Regions from separate parts of the Zea mays genome. Here regions 1, 3 and 4 are each linked to region 2. The links are chromatin contacts, called in public Hi-C maps. All regions are on one chromosome and are shown on one strand. Each heading gives the region's core, a stretch centred on a gene start, on an enhancer-like site or on the middle of the called end of the contact. The rest is flanking DNA. Distances are from core to core; before and after follow the strand shown. Region 1 has its middle 7.8 kb from the start of LOC100277341. Region 2 holds the start of LOC100272511. Region 3 holds the start of LOC100383171 (Cytokinin riboside 5'-monophosphate phosphoribohydrolase LOG3). Region 4 has its middle 28 kb from the start of LOC100277341.

Region 1 (3,394 bases), core at 163-2,662, 150 kb before region 2:
GCGTTAGCACAACCCAGACGCGTGGCGTCGACGTGACACCGAGCTCGGCGCCACAGATCTTGGTGCCGAGCTCGGTTGTGTTATTAACATATTTGTCGCAAACATAAGCACAAAGCCCATCTAGCCCACTTGGTGGAGCACAAGGCTTCTAACCTTGTGGTCATGGGTTCAAGCCCCACTGTTTGCATTTTTATTTGTTTTTTTTGTTTATGTCGCTGGTGTGTCCGTTCAAATTTATTTCTCACCTAGATTTTTTTATCTAGCCACTACTCATTTTTTTTAAATAATTCATTAGGTATATTTTTTTTTGTCTTGGGGCTTTTGCAGATCTTATTCTTAATATAATGCCTTACAGGTCGAGTTTTTTTAAGATGGGGGCATTTCACAGCTGGAGCATGTATTCATCAGAGAAAGCAGGTAATCGAAAAACTAGATTTTTTTTGTGATGCAATGTTGTCGAGTTATGGTGGCCTAATTATTTTTTGTGACTGATGATTCCCTGTACTGCTTAGTGTCTTGCTGCGAGAAAAACCAGTGGTGATATGGTACATAATTTCCTTGTTTTGTCGAATGTAGGACAAAGGACGACTATTGGAGTTGGCGTTTGTCGTGCTGTTGCAATGCATTCTCAGGTAATAACAATCATTTTTTTCTCAGTATGTTTTGGTCTTTGTATTTCTCTCTGTTTTCAGAGTTCAAATGTTGTTCAATGTAGCAGTAATCCTTACACCTTGGAAGGGACAGATGGCTAGAATTTTTTAGCAAAACTTCAGTGTAAGTATAGGTAAATTATATAAGCTGAACTGACTTCAGTGACAAAACAAAGATAAAAAAAATCTAGGCGAGAAATAAATTTGAGGGGACACACCAACGACATAAAAAAAAACAAATAAAAATGCAAACTATGGGACTTGAACCCACGACCACAAGGTTAGAAGCCTTGTGCTCTACCAAGTGGGCTAGATGGACTTTGTGCTCATGTCTGCAACAAATATTTTAATAACACAACCGAGCTCGGCGCCAAGATCTGTGGCGCCGAGCTCGGTTCCACGTCGACGCCACGGCGTCCGAGTTGTGCCGACGCATCACGTACCTCGGCGCCATAACCTATGGCGCCGAGCTGTGTTACCTCGGCGCCATAGGCTATGGCGCCGAGCAAAGGGTCCAAAAATGCTATTAAAATTTTTTAGGGTCCAAACGTGTTCTTTTTTCCGAAAAATGGTCAAAATACAAAAAATTGGGGGTGGGCGCACACTTATGTATACGCGCCTCGTCATCTACAGAGACGAAAAGCGAACGCTAGCTACAGCTGTGTTTCACAGTCAATCATCCGTCCTTGACACGTGCACAGTACGTAGGGTTGGGCAAGGGAACGGACGGAGCACGCGCACAGGGCAGCACAGCACAGAGTGACCACCACTGACCGATGCCTTTCCACCACCACACCTTGTGATCGATCGTGTCGTGCCGTTCCCCTCTTGTGTTGTTCAGCAGCTATAGAGCTAGCTAGCAAGCAAGCAAGCCGAAAAAAATGCCGCTTCTCGCCATTTGCCATGCCAACCCACGGCGCGGTGGCGTATATTTGGAGATCGACGAGGCATCGGGGAGCGAAAAAGAGGCGACTGGGTAGGCCAATGGCGTCGGGATTCCTTGGGCCCGAGGGGTGTGCCGTGCCGACATATGGCGTCGGCGTGTGCGTGTGAGCCCGCGCCCCGCGGCATATCGGTTTCAGGACCGAACCAACCGCACGCACGTAAACGGCGACCGGACGTCGCGGCAGACACAGCTTTTAAGAAGATTTTGAGAATATGCCGCTTTTTTCCTTTTTTTTAATATATATGCCCGTCAGGAATTTCGTGTTTCCCTTCGTTGCCTTGCCATATTGCTCTTCCCCTTTATTGCCACACTCCGTTACTTCCACTACTGTGTTACTGTTAGAGCGGGTCCTTGGAGACCTGGACCGGCGGACATGTGGCTGGTCGGTCGGTGGCCAGTGGCCACACCACACGGCGGACCATCGCCGGTCAGATTCCAGTGTGGTGGACATGCGCGGCGGCGCGTGGCCTGGACCGTGGACAGCTAGCATCTGCTGGGCCACGGTGGCAGCCTTTTCAGCTACTAGTACTATATCGTAGGACTGGACTGCGTCGTGGGTGATGACCATGCATGTGCACGCTCGCGACAAATAGGCCCACTTCCAACAGCAAAGCGATTGCTAGGCCCTTTTCCTTGTTCCTTCAGTACGCGCCGACTTGGCCCATGCGACGACAAAGGAAATGGGCTCCGATGGCCTTGCCTGCATCACTCGTCCGCAGGGAGACGAACGCTGTGCGCTCGCGTTACTGTTCGCCCTCTGCGCCGCCACGTTGCGATGCTTCGGTTCCGTGGGTGGGCCCGGAGAGATCGACCGGCCGATCGCGACGCTTCCCGCCGGACTATATACTAATAATAATAATCAGCTGCTGTGGCCTCTGGGTGCTCAGGTTAACCGGACGGGGTTTATGGCCTTCTCATCTGCACTTTCTGTTAGACTGCCTTTGACAGGAGGGGAGGGGAGGGGAGAGAGAGATAGTACCTAGACCATATAGTATGTAGAGTAGAATTCTGTATGTTTTTTCAGTAATATAGTTGCATTTCACATATATATATGTCGACAACTTGGAATCTGGATTCTACGTTACTTAATTTGTTTGAGTCTGGTATATGTTGTGTGTGCAATCTTGATCAATGCTATTGTTTTAGTCCAAGAAAAAGCGCACCGGGTCTTGTTTTCCTGATGATGCAGTGAACATTAGGGACGGTGGTAATGTATCACAGCCCAAATACCCCTTCAAAGTTTGTTTGAGCTATTAACTAATTTTAACTCAAAAATAAATAGAAACAGAGGTCGATCATAATTCGATCCGATCTTTAAATTTTAATGTACAATTTATAGTCTATTACCACTCTAGTGAAGGGACATATTCTTCGCTCACTTGTAGGACGCCAAAAAAAAAACAAAGTCCGTTGGTGAGATGGCCAGTCTAATCTAATATCTACAGGTTTTAGGACGATACAGCCAAAATTGTGTACCTTTTTAGCTCGAGACAGACTAATTTTAGGACATACAGCCAAATGTACAGACCGCCGAATTCCAAGAAAGAAAAGTCTCCAGCAAGCACATTGTGCAGTTAACCATCACGGCATTGATATCAGGAGCGAACATGATCAACTAATATCTCATAAAGTTTGTCATGTCTGGACAATTCATCGTCTGATTCAACACTTTCTTGTTCAATTAGAATACTACGAAGAGATGTGTTGAATTTAGGCTACAAGTCCGAAACAATATTGAGTAATGATCAAGCAGCACAATGACATTTGTGACTATTCACCTCCATGGGAAAGGCATACA
Region 2 (3,405 bases), core at 821-3,320:
AGACATTCTCACGCAGGATAAGAAAACCTTCAAACCCCTGCCCTACCCTCATACACAGTGGCACCGTAGCCCATGTGAGAAACCACCGCGACCGGGCCTTAGAGTTAGACCTGTGCTTTAGCGTGGGACTGACGAGGGAATTTTTTTAACCACAGCCTGAGATTCGCTCCCACAGAGAGTCAAAACCAGGACTTGAGGAGTGATACTCAGACCACCTAACCAACTCGGCTAGAGGCCATTTCGCTGCATGTTCCATATTAACATTGAACCAACAGTTCCATAACAGCAGTTAATTTCACAGGGCATTAAGCATTTTATGGGTACCAGAAACACTAACACCTATTAATTATTAACCCCAAACGGGAAGTTAAAAGTAGCAATCATCAGTTCATAATGAAGTATGGCATATAGGTATGGGAAACATGGGATGAAGCAAAACCTGAAGAAGCCTCCACGGTGAATTTGGCCATCTGATTGTGTCAGCAACCTGAGCAGAAGCTATCGTCCCCATAAACCAGCTGATCCTTGACGAATCCTCTGTCTCAAATGCCATCTTGAACCTCATCCCAGGGCACCACTGGTTCCTCATCGCGTTCTGTACCGATGCAGCCTTCACAACAAACTCTGGAGTGCTAGCTCTCGGGTAGTACACCACCTCAAATGGCTGCCCGCTCGCGGCTAAGCTTGCGGCCTCAACAACGTCCGTGATCTCCACCTTCCCCCTGCCTCTCATGTACCCACCAGGACCCTTAGTGATCTTACCTTCCTCGTCCTTCAAGAACGCCGACAAGGCCCCGTACACCGGGGCGTTCCAGCCAGAGATGCACTCCATGCCACCACAGGACACCCGCTTGGCACGGCGTATCCCGACGCACAGCTCGCCATGCTCGGTGCGCAGGAAGACGATGGAGTCCCCGGCGACGAGCTTCTTCTGGTTGACGAACGCGCTCCATCCCGTGGTGAGCAAATGCCGGCGCGGCGTGCCCCGGAAAATGTGGCGGAACTTCCAGACCTCCCCGTGCACGTCCTTGGCGAGCACCGTCTGCACCGGCGGGTCGGCCCGGTAGTCGAGCTTGGGGAAGATGGTCTCGGCGCAGTAGCGCGGCACGGAGAAGCCGCCGCCGTTGTTGGCGTCGGACTGCGTGAGCGTCTTGGCGAAGGAGGACAGCTTCTCCCGGGCGTCCTCGGGGTCGATGCCGAACTCGCGGGGCTCTCCGAACTCCACCTCGCCGGGCGCGGCCGGCACGAGGCGGATCTTGGCGAAGACCTCGTCGGTCTCCGGATCGGCCAGGAAGCGCACCCCGGCGACGGTGCAGAGCACGAGCGGCGGGAGAGGTCGCGCCCGCGCCCCGGCGAGGTCCGTGGCGCCGCCGCCGCCGTGCGCGTGTTCCGCGTGGCCCTGCGGGAAGTAGTAGACACGGGAGCGCACGGGGGGCATCTGCACCATGCCGCCGGCGCACGCGTGCCACAGCTGCGGGTCAAGGCACCTCTCCTCGCCCGCCTCCTTCATGGCCTCCTGACCTCCTCGTCTTCGTCGTGTCGTCTTCCTCCACCGCCGCCACACCCACCAAACGCGATCACTGTCCAGCTGCAGAGCAACCTGCAACGTCTCCCGTTATTTGCGCGAACCCAAGTACTAAACCACCCCACGCAACCCCCACAAAACGGAACTGAACGAAAAGCACGCGATTGAAACGAAACGGACACAGACAGCAGGAGCGAGCGATACCTCCTCTGCGCACGCCCAGGGGTTCCAATTGGCAGATCATGAGGCGGCGCAACCGCTACTCCGGGAGAAACGCTCTGGCACCGGGCAAAGCGGAGTAGGAATGTACACCAGGGCCGGCATCTTCGCGGGCAACGACTCTGTCGTCGGTCCGAGGACACCACCCCCCCAAGCTTGCTCCGGCTGCCCCCGAGCCCCAGGAAGACGGCGAAGAATCGACGGCGGCGAGGCGGGGAGATCAGGAGGTTGACGGTGGTGGCGCGCGCGCTGCGCTGCGCTGCTACAGCGGCACACACAGTGGGTTGGAATTATGGCGAGGCCTCGGACGCCTCTACCTTGTTGTGGTGATGACTGATGAGTGGGCCGCTCTCCCCGCTGCAGCTGCAGTAGCACAGCACCACAGTCAGGCCCCAGTGTGGGAGCGCGACCCCACCACCGGATCCGCCGCGCCCGCGCGAACAGCGAACAGCTGCGCGGCACACGGGACAGCGAGTACCTACTCCCACCACCATCGGGTTCGGGAGAGCATGACCCGCGGGGCCCAGCCTGCCGGGCTGTCGGTGGGGTGAGGCCGGGCAACGCGCGGTGGTGGTTACTCCGTTCCGTTTTTGACGGTCGTGTCTGTTTGAATGAATTCATTCATTCATCCATCTCGAGATGATCAATCATCATCAGATCAGATGCCAGTCCAACAGCCTCCTGCTGGTTCATCAACTGGCCCACAGACTTTACTCGGTTTCAGACAGTGCGTGCCAATACTACTAGTAATGTTTGTTTTCTTTTTTATTAATTATGAAAGGACCTGACGAGGTACTGGAATAACACTTTTTTATATATTTTATTAGGGGCCAGCGAAATTTTCTGCGATCCAAACAGATGGGGGGCGCCCAGTGCATGCATGAAGCCAAAGTTGCCGCGACGGGGTCCAGCTGGACTGATGAAGAGCACACGCTGCTCGCCCCTGTGTAGAAAGCTCGCGCATTTGTGGTCTGGTCTCCTGGACAAGCAAGCAAACCATGACTGGAAACGGACCGGGTCATCATGTGGAATGTCCATTCGATCTCCAAACTCCTTACAGCGTGCGTGAACCGACGCACGCCGTTTCAAGCACATGAACTGAATCATGGGAGGCCATGGGCTAGGGCGGTCTGGCTCACATTTGTAAACGCGGCACACGATTGCATGCGGATTGCGGCGATTGAATTCGAGGGGTGGAACCGTCACCATATTGGTTTGCTTTATTCCGTACAGGCTTCTACTCCAGAGTGTTTTGTCCATATGAATTAGAGTTACAACAGTCAAGAACAACATGTGTGAGGAGGGGCGAATTTCGGCCCCGGCCCCCGGGCCACCTGGGCCGTGGCCCGGGACGAGCCTAAAAATCCTTTTATATATAGGTCTTTTTCAATCAAAAAATTAGTCTAAAATATATTTCAGCCTAAAAATGTGGTCTAAAAGATCTCCTGCTTGCACCGATCGAGCCAGGCGCTGGCAGCCTCACTCAGTCGCTCAAGTCACTAAAACATAGGCTCTTACAATTATTTCGCAAACATGCGTGGCTGTGTTTCCTACATTTGCCATCGGCACGCCGTCTCTATTCAGTCCTCCATCGCTCTCCACACCTTCAGGCTCTACGAATCCGGTAATGGCACAAGGCAGCAACCTCTGAGTTGGCCGGG
Region 3 (3,601 bases), core at 217-2,716, 160 kb after region 2:
GCAGCTCCTCCAGCGTCCCATACCCTCCTGCACTCACGCAACGCACGCAGTGAAACCATTAGCTCAAGTTCGGATGTGCACCTCCCACTCCCAGTGAGGCCGGTGGACAACATCACAGCAGCGGCGTCACCAATTATTTGCCGCAAAACGACGCTATACGAACTGTACGTGCACCATGCATGCATGGTGCGTGCATGAGAGGCCGGCGCTGCCACCGCCCGTACGTACCAGGCAGGGCGATGAATGCGTCGGACTGCCGCGCCATCTCCGCCTTCCTCTGGTGCATGTCGGCCACCGCCCGCACCTCCCCGACCGTCTCGCCGCTTATCTGCCCAAGGAAAACATGCAATTTGTTTACCTCCCTGCGCTCCGGGTAGGAGTAGTTCTCAAAGCGTCAAGTGCCATGTCCCCCGGCCGGGACTCCAGCAGCCAGAGCTAGCCCAAACTCCCATGCCCCCATTCATAACCACCACGCGCCCCTCCCCTACTACACGCACTCGGAATGCTAAAAAACAAGCCGAGGAGTGCTAGGCGTGCTGTACTGTACGTGCAGACATACCTCTGGTGTCATGAGCGTCTTGGGAATGACCCTGCATGCGCGTGGACAGCAGCAGCAGCAACATGACAAAAGAAGAAGCGATCAGCATTCAGCGCACAGCAGCATAGGAACAGGAACAGCCGGCGAACTACTACACAAAAAGACATTATTCTTCGTCGTCTCGGGATGAGCGAGACGGCGATGGCGTGACTGCGGCTTCGCTTACCCGATGACGTGCCGGCCGCCGTCGTAGACGGCCTGGGAGACGAGGCCCATGAGCCCGATGCTGCCGCCGCCGTACACCAGGTCGACGCTCCGGGCCACCTGCGTAGTTACGTGCGTGCGTGTGCATGCAGAGAACAGATTACTATACTGGTAGCTAGCTCGTGAACGCGCGTGTGGCGTGAGCGGGCGCGCGCGCCGGCGAATTTTGCACGCACGCACGAGCACGGCTCTACTGGTGCGGGACGACGACGACGAGGATGGAATATGGATGGAGTTGGGTACCATACCAGCTCGTTGCCGAGCTCAATGGCGGCGTCATGGTAGCTCCGCTTCTTCCCCTGGCTGCTGCCGCAGAACACGCAGATCCTCTTGAACCTCGACTGCCTCATCGTCATGCCGGCCTCACGTACTACTCTCGATCGGTGCTGTCGTCTATATATATATCCTGCGACGGTTGCGGCTAGCTGTGCTATAATTAACGCTAGCTTCTAGCTCCCCTGTGTGCAGAGGAGGAGTATGTTTTCTCTCTCTCTGTCTGTCTCTCTAGCACACAGGCTCTCGAACTCGCTGAGCTAGCTAGCTAGCTCTCAACAAGCCTCCCGTCGTCGTCGCTGCCGCGGCGAGAGGTGGTGCGCACGCTGCTGGCTAGCTAGTGCAAGCGAACAGCGCGCACTACTACAAGGGTGGTGGAATGGATGGCCTTGTTCTAGCTTGTAGCTGATGCCCGGCACACCGAGTGCGCCACCCATGGCTTATATAAAAGCGCGGGGGAGAGGAGAGAGAGAGAGACGCCCGGGGTCGATCGGACAGGAGTGTGCGTGTGTTGTACGAGTGGGGGAAAGAAATGCATGCACATGGCTGGCTTTACAGTGACACTGACGGGGGCAGCAGCTGGTTGGCTATTGACGGGTGACTACTCACCTTAGCTTATCGGTTTTGCCGGTAGGTGCAATTAATTTGCGCCAAGGCAAAACATGCGTGCTCTTCCTTATCTTTGCTCATACTAACCTATAATTTTTTGTTGGGAAAAGCATAATAATCATGGGGCGGACTCGTGCGCTGATAGAGATCTACTTTAATTCAAATCATTATTATGACATTTGCAAAAAAAACTTTCGGGCCAAAAACCGTGCACCACATCACAGCTTGAGGCTAATGCGTACATCTATACTATGCAATTCGGGGAAAAGGAAAGAGACTATACTCTTCCAAGTGGAATGTGTGTTGCCTTACGTGTCTATATATATAGAAATAATGATTTATACACTTTCCTCGCAGTGTAGTTGATGTCCTATTTTATAGTTTTGCATCTGCGGGCACGGATCTAAATAGACAAATCAAAATTGATAAAAATTTGATGGCGAAATTAGGAGCAAACCATCAAAATTAAACTAATTCTGATGGTTTTCTATCGAAATTATTAGTCCGTTAAGATAACTCGATGACATTAAGCGATATAAGTTCGACGGTCTCCATATGCCGATAAACTTATCTAGTGACGTAGCACAAACATCACGAAGCAACTAAAGTAATAACGATGTCTTTCATACATAACAAAGCAACTAAAGTCCTCTAAGTTAATCGACCACCAATTGCAAAGAGGATTGTTCGAATTGTAAGTGCTACCACCTCTCAAGTATAGAAAAGCATCGACGTGATATTCCTCTTGAGTCTGCGCCCGCACATTTTAAATAAGAAAGATACGGAGCAAAGTTTTGTTAACATAGGAGGTAGGCTAGACGAAGAAGCATAGAACGCCATCAACATGTAAAATGAACAAAATGAAGACTACAATATTTCTAGAATGACAAATTTACAAAGTAAAGCACAATATCTCAATAGTATGAGATTTCGATTACTTGACTAGAATATCTAAAGCATGGTGTTTTTATCATGTGGGTATAGTGTAAAATATTGGGTTAAAAATATTGAGCACACTTGCTAGGGGTTTTCATGATTTAGTGACCAAGGTATAAGCAAAGCTTACCCTAGGACCAAATACATATATATGGGCATATGCAAGGATCGACGACCTTAGTGAGGGTCAATCGGGACTAAAAAACTCATACATGAATGCGCAACCTGTTAGGGGTGTTCTCAACATCCGGTTAACAGAACTGAGATGTTTTATCTCTGCGTCGCTGATTGGGAGGGCCACCCTAACCATGGTTGCGGCCCATGTTCAAACAAGCGCTATAAAAAGAGATTAAGGTGTCGGCGGCTCAAGCCAACACAATTAGCCTTGCCGAAACCCTAATCTCATAGGTCCACATCGACTAGCGCTTGTGGCTTTTCTCCGTAAATCATTTTCCCTGTATTAAAGTGCCATAGCCGGAGCTGATAAAGCTACCATCTGTGGCTTTTCTCCGTAGTAGAATATGACTCTAGCTGTTAGGTGTTTTTCGCAGTAAGTCGTTTAAAAAAAGGTGTTTGGTAGGGCTCTGACTTTTTTCAGAGAAAAGACAGAGTCGAAGCCCTGCCAAACAGGTTCTAAGGGGTCGGCGGCTCAAGCCAACGCAACCAGCCTCGCTCGAACCCTAATCCCACATGTCCCTATCGTCTAGCGCTTGCGAGTGAGTGGAAGAGTTGTAACCCTAATGGCAGAGTTGGAGAACGACGGCATCCATGTGGGCGCTAAATCCAACCCACCACCATACCATTCTAGGGAACTCAAGGTGCTCCACCTTAACCACAAGGAGATGACCACAGAGTAGGCGGGAGCCCATTGCAAATTGTAATACGTCGTCACGGTCGCTGCCACGACCATGAACAACAATAACGAAGGTATGTGAACCCTAACCTTTTAGTAGATTAATTAGGATGACCTCATCATCGAGG
Region 4 (3,136 bases), core at 465-2,964, 130 kb before region 2:
AAATAAGTCACACGAACTCAAACTTATAAAAAAGATAGATCAAAATATGGAGTGATTGCTAAAGTCAGGCATCAATAAAAACTAGATGCGCTCCATATAAATTATACTACTTCGTAGCAATTACTAACGTTTAAAACCAACAAATAACCTTTCATTTTACTGTTAGTGTGACAAATCATTGTTGCTCCATCCAATTCGGCAACCTCAAACGCCATTGAGTCCATTGCGCCAATGTTGTCTCAGAAACAAACTAATGCTTGCAAGAGCCAAGAACGTCGTGCCGTGCTTGGGCTGTAGCCTCGGCCCGTAGTGCTGGCCCGGCCCAACACGATTATATTTTTTTTATTTTAAAAAAAGTATATACATATATACAATTTATATTCAATATTAAAAACATCTGAGCATTATGTTCTACTGGTTAGACAGCTTCACCCAGTGTTTTCCGCCCTTGTCCATTAGGGCATGGGTTCGAACCCCACTCCATGCGTCGCTTTTTAATATTTTACTCTGATTTAATCAAATGGGCCGACAGGCTGGCCTATCACAGTCAGCAGGCCAGCATGACGTGCATGGGCTGGAGTTGTGGCCCGCGAGCGTCTGGCCCATGCTGGGCCGCCGTTTGGCCATATATAGGCGTGCAACAGATTAATTTGAAATAACTGTGAGGGGTTATTTGTAAAAAGATGACGTGTGACGACTGTTGAAACTTGTGATTTAAGTATAGTATAGATTACTTCTAGGCGGATCTTAACTACTTCTAGGCGGCAGTGGAACACATCGTTAAAAAAATCGACTAGTTAGGCCCTGTTTTAATTCCTCGAGATAAACTTTAGTATCTTTTTTTAGCTACTTTTAGCCATTTGGTGATCTAAACAGGAGAGCTAATAGTGATGTGATAAAATTTAACATTTATTATCTCATAAGCTCCTCAAGGGGTGCTAAAAGGAGCTAAACATGGGTCAGGGAACTCCATTTTCCACTCCATACCCTTCAACCTCATTCTCTCTCTGCATTAGGGATATGGATGTCTTTTTATTGTAATGTGCTAAAGTTTATTAGAGTAGTCTAAACAACTGAAGGAGCTAAACTTTAACACTTTAATTCATATGGCTAAAGTTTAATACGAAGCTAAAGTTTATCCCGTGAGATTGAAAGAGGCCCTTAATCCATCCTCTTGAGTATATATCACGCGCCGTCTCCGTGACTAAGTCGTGGGCTCTCCGATATTTGACCATGCAGTATTGCATCTGAAATCCGATCTGCTGCAGCTCAAACCCAGACCACCAGCACGTCGATGACGCACGTGCCCAGCAGCAGTCCAAGAAGATGTGGTCATGGCAGGAAGTCAACATTGACGCAGGACGGCGATGGCGAGTCGGCGAAGAGAAAGATAGTGAAATAGACGCACGCCGACGCCGATGATGGTGACCATCCGGCTGCATGCGACGACCGGGCGGGGGGGGGGGGGGGGGGGGGGGGGGGGGGGGGGGGGGGGCAGCGACCGGGAACGCAGCGTGCGTCGCTCCGCCCGCCTCCAACTACGCCCTCCCGCGCACGGAGCGTGTGTCTAGAAGGGAAAGCGAGGGCGCCGTGTGCGGGAAGCAGCAGGCAGCGGCGGCCGAGCATGGCGCGCACGTGCTATCGATCGACACCCGCAGAGCCGCTTCATCAGGTCTCCATCATTGGCTTTGACCGCTGAATGCCGGGCTCGGCCCAGACGTCAGCGCGCGCGGATGCGTGACGCACGCGACGGCCCACGGATACATCGGCAGCGTCAAGTCTTTACGTTGCCGCTCCCGTCCGGAAAAAATCCTCTGCAAGTGCTTGAGCTAGGCTCTAGCTACCTCCCTCTTCAAGGTGTATGGGAAGAAATTGGATAAGGCTATCCTTTTTTTCTTTATATCATTTTTTGTGTCACATCGTCAGCATTTCATTCTCTATGTTTTCATCTCCCGCAGCGATTCCCCCTATATTTTCCCCCTATACACCACTACAACCATAAAATATCATTTCTTATATCTAATTTTCAACTACTATCAATTTTTTATCTACTAACAATTCCTTGTGGACCCACTGCTACAGGAATGAACCGTCTGAAGAGTGTGAATAGTGAAACGCTAAATCTAGAGGGAGAGAGAAGGGGACCGGCCGGTAGGGGGCCCTGCAGGGGGCAACGCTGCGGGCGTAGAGCGCCCCCTACAGGCGCCATGCAAGGGGAGAGGGCTGGCTGGCGGCAACCGCTGCAGCCAGCGTGATGAGGCAGTCATCTTGATCCTGCCATGCGGCATGCGAGGTGTTAGTCTTCCAACCACACGTCGCGATTTGTGGATCCGTCATACTTAAATTGTGTTTGCTGGCGCGCGTACTTTTGGGAAATTGTGCCTCTCTGATTTACCGCTAGAAAGCGTGCGGTGCCAGTCCTGGTGGGCTGGGGCTGCTCTCGTGCCTCCTCTCGCGTGGCTATTCAACTTTCTCCTGCTCCCGACGCCTGTTGTCAAAGATGTGTCGGACGTCACGGATGTCCCTAAGGCGATCTTGCATGGGGACATGTGTCCTCGTGGATTGGGTGAGTTTTGCCCCCTTGCTCCAAGACGAGGTCGTTTGCGGGTCGTAGTGTAACACTCCATGTGTTACTAAGGGTTTCTACTCAACAAACTCACAAAGCCCTACTATCACATGTGGGTTAGTTAAGCAAAACACACGATACTTGGGAACCAATGCCCTAATTAAGTATTGACCATCTTAGAAGACCTACCATAGCCATATCATGCGCATCAAAGGGGGAGAATACTTAAAACCTAAGTTCCCCGCCTTTTAGCAAATTAAGCACCAAAATAAACTGAGCAAGAAAGTTATATGAATTACATTATCATGACTTGGACCATTTATAAAAGTTATAGCACATTAAATCACCTACCAAAGTTAGTAAGGGAGATGTCGCATATAGGTTTTACGAAATCCCCAAAAAGGTCACTCAAGTGAGGGAAACAAAAGAAAATCAGATTTTTCTTTAGATCATTTTCAACCCCTCTAACAAAACCAAACATGTTCACCCAGTACCAAAACTCAACACCACATACTCCAATTGACAAAGTTGTACCTAAACACTTAATCTAACCCATACCATAAGATGGCC

The links. Hi-C and Micro-C count contacts between places; a contact is called where the count stands out from the background.
Region 1: a Hi-C map of leaf mesophyll shows a contact between it and region 2, with 3 times the contacts expected there. The contact joins the enhancer-like site here to the promoter of LOC100272511 in region 2. A contact is called at or near these places in 3 of 25 Hi-C or Micro-C datasets (bundle sheath, leaf and leaf mesophyll).
Region 3: a contact with region 2 is called in a Hi-C map of ear, with 1.7 times the contacts expected there. The contact joins the promoter of LOC100383171 here to the promoter of LOC100272511 in region 2. A contact is called at or near these places in 6 of 25 Hi-C or Micro-C datasets (bundle sheath, ear, endosperm and 2 more).
Region 4: a contact with region 2 is called in a Hi-C map of leaf, with 3 times the contacts expected there. The contact joins the enhancer-like site here to the promoter of LOC100272511 in region 2. A contact is called at or near these places in 2 of 25 Hi-C or Micro-C datasets (both in leaf).

What each region holds. Positions count from the first base shown.
Region 1 is chr5:28,849,094-28,852,487 of Zm-B73-REFERENCE-NAM-5.0, forward strand. No RefSeq gene overlaps it. Among protein-coding and RNA genes, the nearest start is that of LOC100277341, 7.8 kb to the left of the region's middle. Within about 2 kb of position 1,413, at least 20 of the 20 cell types and tissues checked have an H3K27ac peak or open chromatin away from gene starts, as enhancers often do. A contact at or near this core is called in bundle sheath, leaf and leaf mesophyll, where this site is marked.
Region 2 is chr5:29,003,107-29,006,511 of Zm-B73-REFERENCE-NAM-5.0, forward strand. LOC100272511 reads right to left here and starts at 2,071. Exons shown (of 4, transcript NM_001348794.1): 1 at 1,730-2,071; 2 at 440-1,600. The coding sequence starts at 1,510.
Region 3 is chr5:29,166,330-29,169,930 of Zm-B73-REFERENCE-NAM-5.0, forward strand. LOC100383171 (Cytokinin riboside 5'-monophosphate phosphoribohydrolase LOG3) reads right to left here and starts at 1,467. Exons shown (of 6, transcript NM_001175836.1): 1 at 1,051-1,467; 2 at 765-862; 3 at 560-590; 4 at 229-328; 5 at 1-27. The coding sequence starts at 1,158.
Region 4 is chr5:28,869,172-28,872,307 of Zm-B73-REFERENCE-NAM-5.0, forward strand. No RefSeq gene overlaps it. Among protein-coding and RNA genes, the nearest start is that of LOC100277341, 28 kb to the left of the region's middle. Within about 2 kb of position 1,715, at least 17 of the 20 cell types and tissues checked have an H3K27ac peak or open chromatin away from gene starts, as enhancers often do. A contact at or near this core is called in leaf, where this site is marked.